Linked DNA regions of Zea mays: region 2 is linked to region 1. Evidence: chromatin contacts called from public Hi-C data. All regions are on one chromosome and are shown on one strand. Each heading gives the region's core, a stretch centred on a gene start, on an enhancer-like site or on the middle of the called end of the contact. The rest is flanking DNA. Distances are from core to core; before and after follow the strand shown. Region 1 holds the start of LOC100191795. Region 2 holds the start of LOC109945996.

Region 1 (6,556 bases), core at 3,168-5,667:
AAAGAACGAAGATGCAAAGGGTGTGTTGGAGCTGCAAGGTCATCTATGGAGCTTGGTTGTTGAGAAGACTGGCATACAGAGATGTGTTCCATATGCATCAGATTCAATTACCATGAATCTCCTTTCTCTAACACCTTGTGCACAATCTAGCCATATGGACAAAACATATAGATGTGCGATCTGAAATGCTACTCTTTTTGACTAGCTCTTCTCTGAATTTGTACAAAGGCGATGCAACTGCATCCTGGGTGAAAGATACATACAGAAAGGGCGAAACACAAAAAAAAAAAGGTGTTCCTTTGTTTCTCTAACAACATAAATAATGAAACACTTCTTTCCCTGCCTGTATACAAAGTATTGCTTCTTTTTGGAATCTCTACAATCTTCTTGGAGAATCAAAAGTTTGCGTTTTCACCTGAGAGATTTCGAGCCATGGATCTGTGAGACCGCTGCTTGGTCGCGTTGGGTAGAGTGCATTGTTGATAGGATTGTAGTTGGCTGCTCCAGCTGAATAGGCTGGGTGGGGAGGGGAGCGCAAGCAACTTCGGTTGGACTGCCTGTACTGCCGTAGCGGGCTAGAGCAGGGAGAGACAGGCAGCGACATGTTCATCCGAACATTGGATGTGTTCCTGGACGAAAGAGAGATCGGTTGAGACACAGTTCACAATATGTAAATTGATATAAATCTGACAGAAGGAGAACATACAATGCTGCGATCCTGCGACTTGATGTCGAAGGAATAGGGGATGTTGGTCCTGGCAAGTTTCTTCCAAGGATATCAGGATCTCTTAAAGGAGATAAACTTCTGTATGACGAAGTTTCAATTTTCACCTGGAGAAAAAAGCACACCATTAAGAAATCATGAAGGAACATGGAACCTTGGAATATGATCGGTGTGACAAATCGTAATAAATTGTGATCAGCTTTACAGTTTTACATGTATATATATACATGCATATCTTCTATCATGCTCTAATACAGAACACAAGCCGATTTCATAAAGGGGCATCTATTTGATAATATTAGTCCCAAAATCGGAGGCAGTATGTGGATGACGTACCCTGCTGTTTTTTCCGTCAGTTGAATTAGGAAACATATCCCTTGTGATACTGGACCTGGAACTCCTGACTGTAGCCTGGTCCTTGACAAAAGGGTGATCCATCAGCTGAGCAGCTGTAGGGCGGGCAGCAGGATCACGCTGCAAGCAGAGTTTCAGGAAACTTTTTGCCTCAGAAGAAAGATTATTTGGGATATCTGGTATGTCTTTGCTGTTGCCAATTTTGAATATTGCTGCCACCTGTGAAATCCATCCAAATATTAGCAGATGATCAATGGAAGAATAGTCATCATAATTGATAAGCATGTAAAAATGATTGCATCCATTAAGTCAATAACTCACCCCTTCATACTGACTCCAAGGAGGCTTTGCTGTTGCCATCTCAAGAATGGTGCAGCCAAGGCTCCAAATGTCTACTGAAAGGCTGTAACCATTGCTATTCATAATAACCTGAATTTTGGCATGAAAAGAAAGAATTCAAGCCTTTTAGTTTCTGTTCACTAGGGGGAATCAACAAGATACTTCAACTTCAGTAGCCTCACCTCTGGTGCCATCCAGTAAGGGCTCCCTTTGAAGGATTTGATAGATGTATATGCTGATATCTGTGTACACATAACAGATTATTGATTAAAATCATAAGATAAGAAAGCCAGGCAGCTAACTATTGAATTGTGAGATGATTGACAGAGTTTAGCACTTACATGTTTCGCCATACCAAAATCAGCAAGCTTGATGTCACCATTAGGATCTACAAGTATGTTTGCCCCTTTGATATCCCTGTCAGATAAGTAAACTTCCGTTAATAAGTAAAGATGCTAAAACTGGCATGTGGTACGAAAGAATAAAAGACAATTGTATCTTATATATTGATGATGGTATTGACTGCCAAATACCTATGCACTGTATTCCGCCCATGCAAGTATGCAAGGCCAGAAAGGATTTGTGCTGTGTAATTCCGAAGCACTGCCTCCCCAAACGGACCATATTCTTGAAGCAACTTATGGATAGAGCCCCCAGAAACATACTCGAGATAGACCGAGAGTGTCTCATTGCACTGCATTATAGCATAAAACACACATATTAATATGACCATTGTATCAATGCTTAATTTCAAGGTTGTAATTGCACTGCTTATGAGTGTTATGAATGATTATTATGTAATCCTAGAAGATCACTGTTAATTCAGTAATTACCAAATCACTGCCATAGTACTGAACAATGTTTGGATGTGACAGCTGACTCAGCAGCACGATTTCCTGTACATATCAACTAGTGTCAGTCCGAGAAAGCAATACAGTTTCTTCTACAACATTGATGCCAATATTTACAATATTTCCGTAGTATATTATCACCTGATTTAGCTGCCTGAGGGACTCCTTTGAGTTAGAATCATCTGAAATGACCTTAACCTCTTTAATTGCACACATTTGACCACCTTCACTGCATAGCATATATTTCTAATATGAGTTTGTATGGTGTTAAAACGAAACGAATACAATAACTCATCCAAAAAAATGTGAGAAAAACACAATGCTTCAAAATCAGGCCAAGTACCTGTTGAATCCCATGTATACTTGCCCAAACGTCCCACTACCTAGCAACTTCCCCTTCTTCCACTGTAGAGAAGAGGAAGGCAAGCATGGGGAACCTGGAGGAAGAGGAAGTGGTTGGGGTGAGCTTGAGCTTCGCGAATCATCCTGCCATGAAGTAGGAGATGCAGGGCATTGCCCAAATGTTCTTGATGGCACAGGCGAATTTTGATAGTGATGTCCTCTTGAACTAGGAGGAGAAGTGGGCACTTGTGTACTGAACACGATTTCGGTTGATCTCCGACCACGGCAGTATGTAGTTCGATCATTTGCAAGATCCAAATTTTGAGGGCGAAATTCTTTCCTTGGGGAAACTGATGTTTCAGACAACCGGGTATGCTCCACAGCCTGATTATTGGTGAAAATGGTCCCCTCTGCTGGCACCTGACTTTGTTTCCGGGATTCAATTGCTACTGTTCTGCCCAGAAGAGTGCTGCTTGTTTCTGACAACCTATGAAATCGGACATAGGAAACAACTCTCAGAAATGCATGTCTTCGATAAACAAATAGTGATACTTTGCCTTTACATGATGTCGTATCTCAATCAATAGTATTTTTTTTTACTATCGAAGCGCAATTATTTCCTTAGACAACTATTCCCTCCTACTTTGTAATCATGCAAGGATACAGAAAAAGGGGGAATATTTTTCTCAAACAAAAAACGTCTCCAATGAATGAGGTATCTTTGGATTAAATATTGCTTCGAAGTGTCAAAATATATATTTTAATATCTGTAATTAGACTAGAAGAACCGAGCCCATCAAAGAAGTCCACCCGAATGTAAGAAGATGAATGAACTCGTTTCAGAAGCAATCATCAACAGAAGTGTTTTAGGCATAGTATAAGTCGTAATAGGATAATGGAATCCGTAAATCAATTGGAGCAATTCCCCCAAAATTCAAATAGCCACAGAAATCCTCCGAACTGATGGAATTTGTACATTAGAAGAAAAAAAACTGACCGAATTTCAGAGTAGCGTGTTACTATTTGTCTACAGGTTGGACAAATTTCAGAAGGCAAAAGGTCAACGCTCTAAACTGGGCACTAAAGCATACCCAGAGAATGCAAAATTTAGCAGATAACACATCGAAAATTGCAGCTCCAAAATCCAAGTCGCCCAATAAAAATCAAACAAGCAAACATCAAATATTTCAAACACAGAGAGTTAAACAAATCTCGGCACCCGAACCCATTTGGGAATATAGCATACGGCTCCCACTCGTCAGTTCACCTTGAATTCAATCGGACGGGCAACCAAGCGAATCCATCCACAAGGAGATTCAGCAGCCAAAAATAATAATAAGGTTCAGGAACTGCTAATTACTAGCGGCCCAAAAAAAACGAGCGCGCTTTACACCAAATCCTGCACGGGGACAGCACCAAACGGCGCAACTTTAGCTTCCCCGTGAACCAACCAACCACCCACCCACCCAAAGAAGCCACCGGTGGTGGACCAACCGCCGCGCCGTGCGCTGCCCCATGTCTCACCTGTAAACCCCGAGATCCAGCTGGTCGTCGGACGTGGAGGACCCCAGCGAGGAGTCGCCGCCGCTGGACGCCGACGCCGAGGCGGAGGCCGACGCGGACGCGGACGGCAGCGGCGTCGGCAAGGACGCCGGGCGCGGGAGCGGGAGCGGGAGCCCCATACCCTCCCCCGCCGCCGCCGGCGCATGCTGCTGCTTCCCGCGGACGCCCTTGGCGAGGAGCGCCTCGTCGAAGCTGCTCGCCTTCTTCTTCCCCTTCTCCTCCTTCACATCGCCGATGGCAGCGGCCGCCGCGATCGATTCGTCCGCCGCCGCCGCCGCCGCCGCTCCGGCCGCCTTGCTAGACTTGCTCCTGCCCTTGCTCTTCCACCACGCCGGCATCCTGCCGCTCCACGGTGGCTTCAGAGAGTTTGAGAGAGAGAGAGAGAGAGAGAGAGAGAGAGCGGTGTGTAGAGAGAGAAAGAGAAAGAGGAGAGGCGTACACGCGGGAGAGAAAGGGGCCGGGGAGTTGTAACGACCGGGGTCGACGTTGCGGGGCCCGCGTGGCAGTCTGCGCGTACGCAGCAGCTTGCGCCCGCGGGCACACGAGTGGTGGCGGCCGATGCACACGTAGCGCGCGCCTAGCGATGCGCCACCGCCCACTCCCAGTGCTGCTGGCGCGGCGGGAGGACAGACAACACGCTTCGGCCGCGCCAACTCTGGCTGGAGCCAGGGCCCAGGGATGACACGGGCTGCCGGCGGCGCCTACCGGGCCCACGAGGGACGTGGGGACCAGGTGGGTGTTGCCGTGCGGCGTGCGTGTTGGCGCGGAAGTGGAGTGGACAGGTGACAACTGGTGGTAGACTGACGTGTCCGGCGGGTTAGGTTGGGTTGGCTGCTAAGCACACAGTGGTGTGGTGTGGTGGGGGGTGGGTTTACGTTTATCGCTCGCGACGCTGCCACTGCCAACACACTACTACGCCTTTTCGTCCTTGGTGTTTTTTTTTTTTGTTTTTTTGCATTTCGATTAGCAACCCAACAATACTACAAGTACTAGTATATAATATTTCAATTTGTTAGCTACGGATGTTGAGAGATGCCGCCTTTTGTTTTTAAGATAATAAAGATGGGGGGTAGTAATGGCGACGCGACGGCGGGCTGATGGGTGAGCTAGCCATTGATTGAGAAAAAGTTACTTGTATTTATCTACTCTCTCGTGTGCCGACTTGCGAGCGTGATGTTTATTTTTAATCCACGTTTGATACGGGACATGGGTCAATTATCGTATACCGAACACGAAGACTTGTGTCTGTCTGAACTGCCTCTTATTTTTTAACCCCGCATGTCAACTGTCTCGCATCGTTTCTTTCTCTATCGAGTGTTATTTGTCTGGTTGGCACATACATACCTAATAAACGTATCCGTGTGATGCTATATTATTCGGTTCCTGCTGGCTGCATCTTATCTTAACTGGAACAAATAATGTCTCGTTTTTGTGTTTTATTTAAGATTTCCTGACTGTAAGTTTGAGTTGTTCACCGTACGTCAATGTTGACATGTGAGGTATGTCATATGTATGTAATATAATAATTAGTGATGGTGGACTGATTACGTGCTAATGACAAATGGAGAGACATCAAAACGGTTCTTCAAGCACAAGAGATAGCTAAGAGACTCTATTGTACAATAGAGTGTCTATAAATTTAATTTATTAATAAATACAGAAATAAATGCGCTTGTACAATATCGGATCGATAGAACGGACGACGAATTTGTACAGTTCATGTGAGGTGAGGCGTCTGTTGCTACTTGGGTTACGAGCCAGAGGGCGTCTCTTCACGGAGAGATGATGGCTCCACGATTTTTTTTTTTTTTTTTTGCAAATAACACCTTTAAACACCTCAAAAGACTCTACATTAATCACCACTCTACATGTCTAAGTCAGGTTCATCGAAAAGTTATTTACTCATCGTAATTACCAGGTCGGGAAAAAACAAGGGGACAAAAGAGAGGGTACGCAGACCAGTGTTATCCCAAACGGTCGTTTATACCATTTAAACGTCGTTTAAACGTTACTCGGTAGCTAACTATATTGGTTGTTTATGCCGTTTAATCCTGTATAATCCATTTTTTCAGTCTGTTTTAACGCTCGTGTAGACCTATTAAACTCTAAACAGAGAATGACTGATTGTTTACCGTTTACCGTTTAGGATAACGTTGAACAGATGTAGGGGAGAAAAACAAGAGGAGAAGAGAGAGAGGATACCCATATGTAGGGGGGAGAGAGAGGGATGTGACACCCTTTCTTCGCGCCCGCGTCCACGACGAAATCTACAGTGTTTCGCAATCCAATAAAAGGAGCATCCGTGATGCTTGGCACGAGCTGCTGGAATCACCCTTAGAATAGATAAGCGTTGATTTAGCAATTTGTAGCGTATATGTGAATG
Region 2 (6,350 bases), core at 1,020-3,519, 210 kb after region 1:
CAGAAATTATTTCAGTTGGGATATTGAAAGTCGGCTACTTATTGGCTTGGGAAATAAGAACTGTAGAACTACTGCAATTGGTCTATTACACTGGGATATCAAATGCTACTGAACCACCAGCTGTTTGGTCAAGTGGTAACCAAGTAAATGTACTCCTAAAACTAGTTTATTCCATCCACGTAGAATCCAACCGATCGACGTTCTTCGTTGGTCACCCCTATTCAGCCGTTGCTTCAAATATAGGAGGCTTTTAAGCTTTGACCTCTGCTGTCCAGCTAAACCTAATTCAGCATCCCCACTCCCACTAAGCACTAATACTGATACAGGCACCCGGTAGATATTTGACAGTTGTTGTGCCTGTTCGTTCCAGATCTTTTTCTTTCTTTTCTTTTTTCCAAGGTCAAGAAAACTTCAGCTTCCTACGCCACCACTACTGCGAACGCAAGGATGAAAGAAGCGGAAAAAAAGGTGGAAGCCGAAAGCAACACGGCAGAATCGTTTTTTTCCCCTGCGCCTCTTTCTGCCTGCGGCTCTCTTTGACGCGCAGCCCCTCGCTCTTTTTCAGAAATTTGTATGGATTCTAGTGCCTTTCATTTAAGGCCCCGTTTGTTTCCTTTCATTTCGAGGAATTGGAATCTTACTAATGGAGTAGGCTATTTTTTTAGAATATGACATTCCACCACTTTCCAAAGTTATCATATAAGCCTACCTCAAATTCATGGGGTGAGAGATGGAAATTGATTCTATAGATTTACATGTTATTTTTCCGATGTACAACTTATAGCACATTCTTCTACTTGCGCCTCTATAACATAAATGTAGTATATAACTATCTCTCTCATATGATTTTGGATAATATACAAATATATTACATATATAAATATATAAACTTAATTAGTTTTGTCTAAATTATAATTATTAAAATGGAATTCAATTCCAACTAAACAAACAGGCCCTAAGAATAATAGAATTGACCCAGTTTTAAGGAAACCGGGCCCGAAACCTATACAGAGCACACAAACAGCCTAGAGAACAACAACCCTACACACACAACCTAAATAGAGTTATCGTTGTCGAGCTCGACACAAGGGACAAGCAGCTCCAACTCCGCAAGATGGGCTGATAGGCAACAGGCGGTTGGATTGGGACATCAACACGTCGACACCATACCAAACTCAGCACAACGACGACAGAGTAACACGCCGAAGCGAACACCACCACCACGCAAACAACACACCCAACAAAACACTACACCACCACAAACTCGGAGAGGAAGCGAAAGAAGCCACCACGAACTGCGCCGTCGTCGCCAACGATGTGCCACGCCAAAAGCTGCAGCCCGGTGCAAGCCTGAGCGACACCTGGAATTCCTCCACCATGGGAAATCACCCTCAAGCCACACGCACGGTCGTCGATCACCCGGCTCACACTCCTCTGCCAAGGACTTAGAAATCTCCGCACAACGGCACTCCTCTACCGCTGTGCACGAGCAACACCACCCACCAACCACCGTCACTACCTGACCAAGATGGGCCTCAGATGCGACGTCTCCAAGGAGGGCACGACGCCAATGACGCCGCCGTCACATGTCCAAGGATGGACAGGGTTCACACCCTCGAGAACCCGAGACATGATGTCTCCCAATGGTGCCCCAACAGATAGAGTGATGCCACAAGGGCGCCGCCACCATCACCACTGACATAGACGTCAGTGAAGACTTACGCCCGACTCAGCACCATGTCTTATATTGCGGTTTAACTTTGTCCGTGGGGTTCGACTATAGATGGCCAATAAGCACGAGGCCCGCGAGCCCTGCACGACCCGTTTACCTCTAAGCTCGTTAAGCCCGCTTTTTTACACTAAAACGTGCTTCCCGGCTCGCATAGTCTGCTTTTCGGCCCGCTTTTTCGTGCTAAACGGGCCAGCGCTACGGGCCGGGCTCGGACAGGAAATTGAGCCTGCGTGTTTAGACGGCCCGGCCCGATTTTCTAACCGTGTCTGGCGTGCCGTGCCGGGTCGGGCCGGGCGGCCCGTTTGGCCATCTCTAGGTTCGAGCAAGCTGCGCAGCCTCTGTGTTTTCAGAAAAAACCACATAGTACTTCGAACATATATATTGGTTTCAGACTTTTCAGTGTACCATGGTCGAACGATTTCTATGCAGGCGATACTGTAAAACACGTTCAGGAATTTTATGCATCGTCCCAGACACCCCGAGGTCGATTCTGCAAAACGGCACCGGTCTACAACTTTGTCCGTTATCTCCCTGCTCCGGCGCCCCCGGCTCCTGCCGACCTCCACCACGCACACAAACACGCGGACGCGGCTTTGTTGAAGGAAGCTGCACGGCAGAAAGGAAGGAGAAGAAAGACGGTAACTGATAAAACGAATACTAAACAAGAGGAGAAACTGAAACAAATCCATGGGGTTTGAATCGACAATAGCTGTTCCACGGACTCCATTCCAGCTCAAACCCTTTCCTACTCTCTCTCTCTCTCTCTCTCTCTCTCTTTCTATCCGTCGTCATCGATCGCCTGCTGCTTTAACATTCGTTCCTTGGCTCGGGGGATTTGGTGGTGCGAGCCAGCAGCGAGCGAGCGAGCGTGCGTGCGTGCCTGCGCCGGGTGCAGCGCATCGCATCCTACCAGTTCCTCCATGGACAAGGAAAGCGCGCCGCTTTATTAGATTTCAGACTCCCTTGCTTGCTCCCGTCCGCGTCCGCGTCCACGTCGACCGCCTCCTCCTGCTTTTGCTGCTCACCGTCGTCACCGAGTATATAAGCAAGCAAGCGCGCACGGCATGCCTTGGAAAGGGAAGCCATCGCCCATTGCAGGTGCCCGCGTTTGACACGGAGAGGTGGCCGCGTGTTGGACTCGTAGAGAAGAAGAGGAGGACCGGGAGTCGGATGCGTGCCTGTACGACGACGCGTGCGTGACTAGGTGAATGGCGAGAGGGACCCGAGGAGGAGGAGGAGGAAGGTGGTAGCTGGGCGGCTGGGCGACGGCGCGCGGCAACGACCGCGCTCTTGGGTTGGGGCTCGTTCGTCCTCTGCGTCGGCTACAAGAGCAGAGCCCAGAGCAGAGCAGAGGAGAGGAGCTTCAGCGTTTGCATGGGAGCAGGGGAGAATTCTGCGCCAGGTGAGTGAGCTTCAGCGCTTGCGATTCCTTCGATCCATGCATTCCTTCCTGCTCAGGGCTTTGCATTTAGAATTCGTGGTGCCCTGGCTGTTCTCCAGTTTGAGACTACTGCCAGGTTTCTTGTATTTTTTCGACGAAGCGTGGAAGAACTGGAGATTACGTTTCCGCTCTGCTAGGGGGTTTTCTGTTGATTTTAGTAGTTGCAAGTCGGCCAAAAGAAAGTTTTTTTTTCCCTCTATCGCTCTGTTTTCATGTGCATGTTGATACTGCGCTTTGTTTCCCGTTTTTTTCTCTACATATTGATAGTTAGCTGGTGTCTGAATATCCATAGCCCTGTTCTGAGGCTACGTTTGAATGCACTGTAGTTAATAGTTATTAACTAAAATTAGGTGGAGATATCCAAAAACCATAGATAATGATTTAGCTATTAGCTATTTTTAATATATTAGTTAATAGGTAGCTAGCTATTTGCTAGCCAGTTAATTATACCTGTAATTTTTTAGCTAACTAATTATTAGCTTCAGTGTATTTAAACACCCCTAAATTTCAGACGTTCACATGTTAGTAGTCATATGTCTGGAACTCGGTTTTTTCCTTGAAATTGCTCCAGAATCCAGTCTTCTTGGTGTGAAAACACTCAACCAGCACTACTGCCAATCTTACCGTATTCAACGGAGTGACATTCCCGCCATGACTATTGTTTGACTCGCACCTGTCCGTTAAAGTTAGGCACGGAAGGAAGGAAGCCGATTGAGCAGCCCAGCCCAAACTGCGACAGGAGGGTCATCATCCAACAACAATTCAATCAGTCTGAACTGAAACCTGCGTCCGTACGTTAGAATTGTTACGTTCTGACGACTGACTGACTTATTAGACAGCCAGTGCCATGGTTTATCTATTTAGCACATGCGGAAAGGAGTTGCGCTTGTTTGCAGATCTGTTGCATCGTTTCTTTTGGTTCTATATACCTGAATCGAGATCGGAGTGTAATTCTTGGAGCTTTGCTGAGGTCAGCTTGCTAGCATGGAACCGAGGAGCAGGAGGTTAGAGCAGTTGGTGTTCCTGCTCTGCTTCATCGCGGCGATCACATGCAGGCTACACGCACAAGCCCAGGCCCAAACGACTCTGCAACGCCCCAAAAGCTCAGCTCACAATGGAGCAGGTGACTAACTCTCTCTCTCTCTCTCTCATGTGTTTTGTATATCATATCATAGATAAACCTCGCAAAATCTATTCATCGCCTTTGCTGGTAAGTGGCAGTAACATGCAAGATAGGTTTGTTTGTAATAATAATAAAATAATAATCTTTGAAGAGGTAAAAGTATCATGCCAGCAGGACAGCAAAACTGCCCTGGTTAACTGTTCCACTAGTTGACATTCTACAGCTACATATATCCGACATTTTTCTTGTTGGAAGCATATGTGAATAGGGCATCTGATCTTTGTTGCCTCTGGGTGTGAGTGTGATCAGCGCGTAGGGATTTGTCAGAGATGGGAAACGGATCGGAGAGCGTGCTGTCAAGGAGAACGAGGAGGGTCGATCCTCTTGATGGACTGAGGAAATACGAGGGAGGCTACAACATCACTGACAGGCACTACTGGAGTGTAAGCTCCCTACATGTCTGAACTGTTGTTAGCATACTTTCTCTCTCTCTCTCTTTCTCTCTCTCTCTGAAGTCTGAACATACTGTGCAGCATTTTAGATACTGAGCATGTTATGATCAGGATTCAGGACATAAATCGTTCACTAACGAAATCATAATACCAAATATGTATTAAAACTATATATAATCATGGTACCTGTTCTTTGATGTGCAGAAATCACTTTCTATATCCATAGACATATAACATCAAATCCATGCCATGTCATGCCAATGCCAGGGTTAAAACTGATCGTTGCCTTGCTTACTTTTTTTTTCTTCCAGTCGGCCATATTTACAGGTAGATTTGGATATCTGATGTCAGGACTATGGATTACCGGTGGCATCGTTTTCGCTGCTGTCCTTCTCGTCTCCAAGATCTTCTTCCCGAGAAAGAAAGAAAGATACACTGACCTCGACTATTTCCTCGAGAGATATCAAGTTTTGACCGTGGTACTCTGTGTCCTCCTCACAGCACTCGTCATGTAAGCTGCTCCTCCTCTACGAGCAACTATGAATCAATGCGCGCTGTTACCAATACCAGTTAGTAATCTACTCGGTCTGGCGTTTCTACTCGCAGGGTTTCTTCAGCGGCGGCGCTTCGCGGCACGGTACAGTTCCACTCAGCGGCAGAATCCGTGAAGGAGAAGATCGGGACGACCGCACTCGAGGCTACAGCGGCAATCTACAACGTAACAGGTGCCATCGAGAGGATGCAGAACACGTCGAAGCTATACAACTACACCAGCCAGGCTTGGGGCCATCTCAACTCCACGGTCGAGGCGCTCGACTCCGAAGCCGTGGAGATCGAGGCGAAGGCGGAGACGAACATGCGCTTGGTTAGCGAGGGAATCAGGGCTCTGTAAGAGCTTTACTAGCTACACATCATCAGCTAGATCTCAGTAGCCTATGATGTTGTTTTTCTTGATCAGCACTGGAACTAAGATATGCATGTAATGGTTTTCAGGGAACTTGTGACGATTTCATGTGTGACGCTGAATCTTGTCGCACTACTGGTGTTGCTGGGTAAGTGAATGTGATGCAGTATTTTTTTTTCAGTTTGCAACATTTACCTTGCAGCCCTTGCTAGTAATCAATCTAACACACTGCTTCTCTGAACATTGCAGTAGGGAGGCCTCTAAGGCTGCAAAAGCTCTGTTGCTTGTGAGTATACCTTGAGGTTTCAGACAAACGGACCCGTCTGAAGATGGAAACTGAAACCTTGTTACCTTGTGTGCATCAGGTGCATGGCCTTCTGCTGGATACTGACAGCACTGTTCTGGATGTACTTCGGCCTGTACTACTTCTTCGACAAGTTTGCCGGCGACACGTGCGTTGCCCTGGACGAGTACCAGCTGAACCCTCAGAACAGCACGCTGGCCGCCATCATACCCTGCAGCAGGAAGCTCTCCGCTGACGTGATCCTGCACGACGTCGGCGCGGGCATCCATGACATCATTGACCAGGTGAACTCAAACATCTACACGATAAAGTCAGAGTACCCGGTGAAGCAGCTGGACTACATCTGCAACCCCTTCACCGGGCCGCCGCAGTACCAGTACCGGCCGGAGAACTG

What was found. Hi-C and Micro-C count contacts between places; a contact is called where the count stands out from the background.
Region 2: a Hi-C map of leaf shows a contact between it and region 1, with 2.1 times the contacts expected there. The contact joins the promoter of LOC109945996 here to the promoter of LOC100191795 in region 1. A contact is called at or near these places in 4 of 25 Hi-C or Micro-C datasets (bundle sheath, leaf and tassel).

The regions. Positions count from the first base shown.
Region 1 is chr4:15,352,944-15,359,499 of Zm-B73-REFERENCE-NAM-5.0, forward strand. LOC100191795 reads right to left here and starts at 4,418. Exons shown (of 11, transcript NM_001137220.1): 1 at 4,135-4,418; 2 at 2,612-3,097; 3 at 2,410-2,497; 4 at 2,251-2,313; 5 at 1,951-2,111; 6 at 1,759-1,834; 7 at 1,600-1,659; 8 at 1,400-1,507; 9 at 1,061-1,297; 10 at 707-831; 11 at 84-629. The coding sequence starts at 4,292. The coding sequence ends at 377.
Region 2 is chr4:15,568,190-15,574,539 of Zm-B73-REFERENCE-NAM-5.0, forward strand. LOC109945996 reads left to right here and starts at 2,270. Exons shown (of 9, transcript XM_020552472.2): 1 at 2,270-3,134; 2 at 4,149-4,296; 3 at 4,606-4,739; 4 at 5,100-5,259; 5 at 5,355-5,636; 6 at 5,742-5,800; 7 at 5,902-5,938; 8 at 6,018-6,350. The coding sequence starts at 5,258.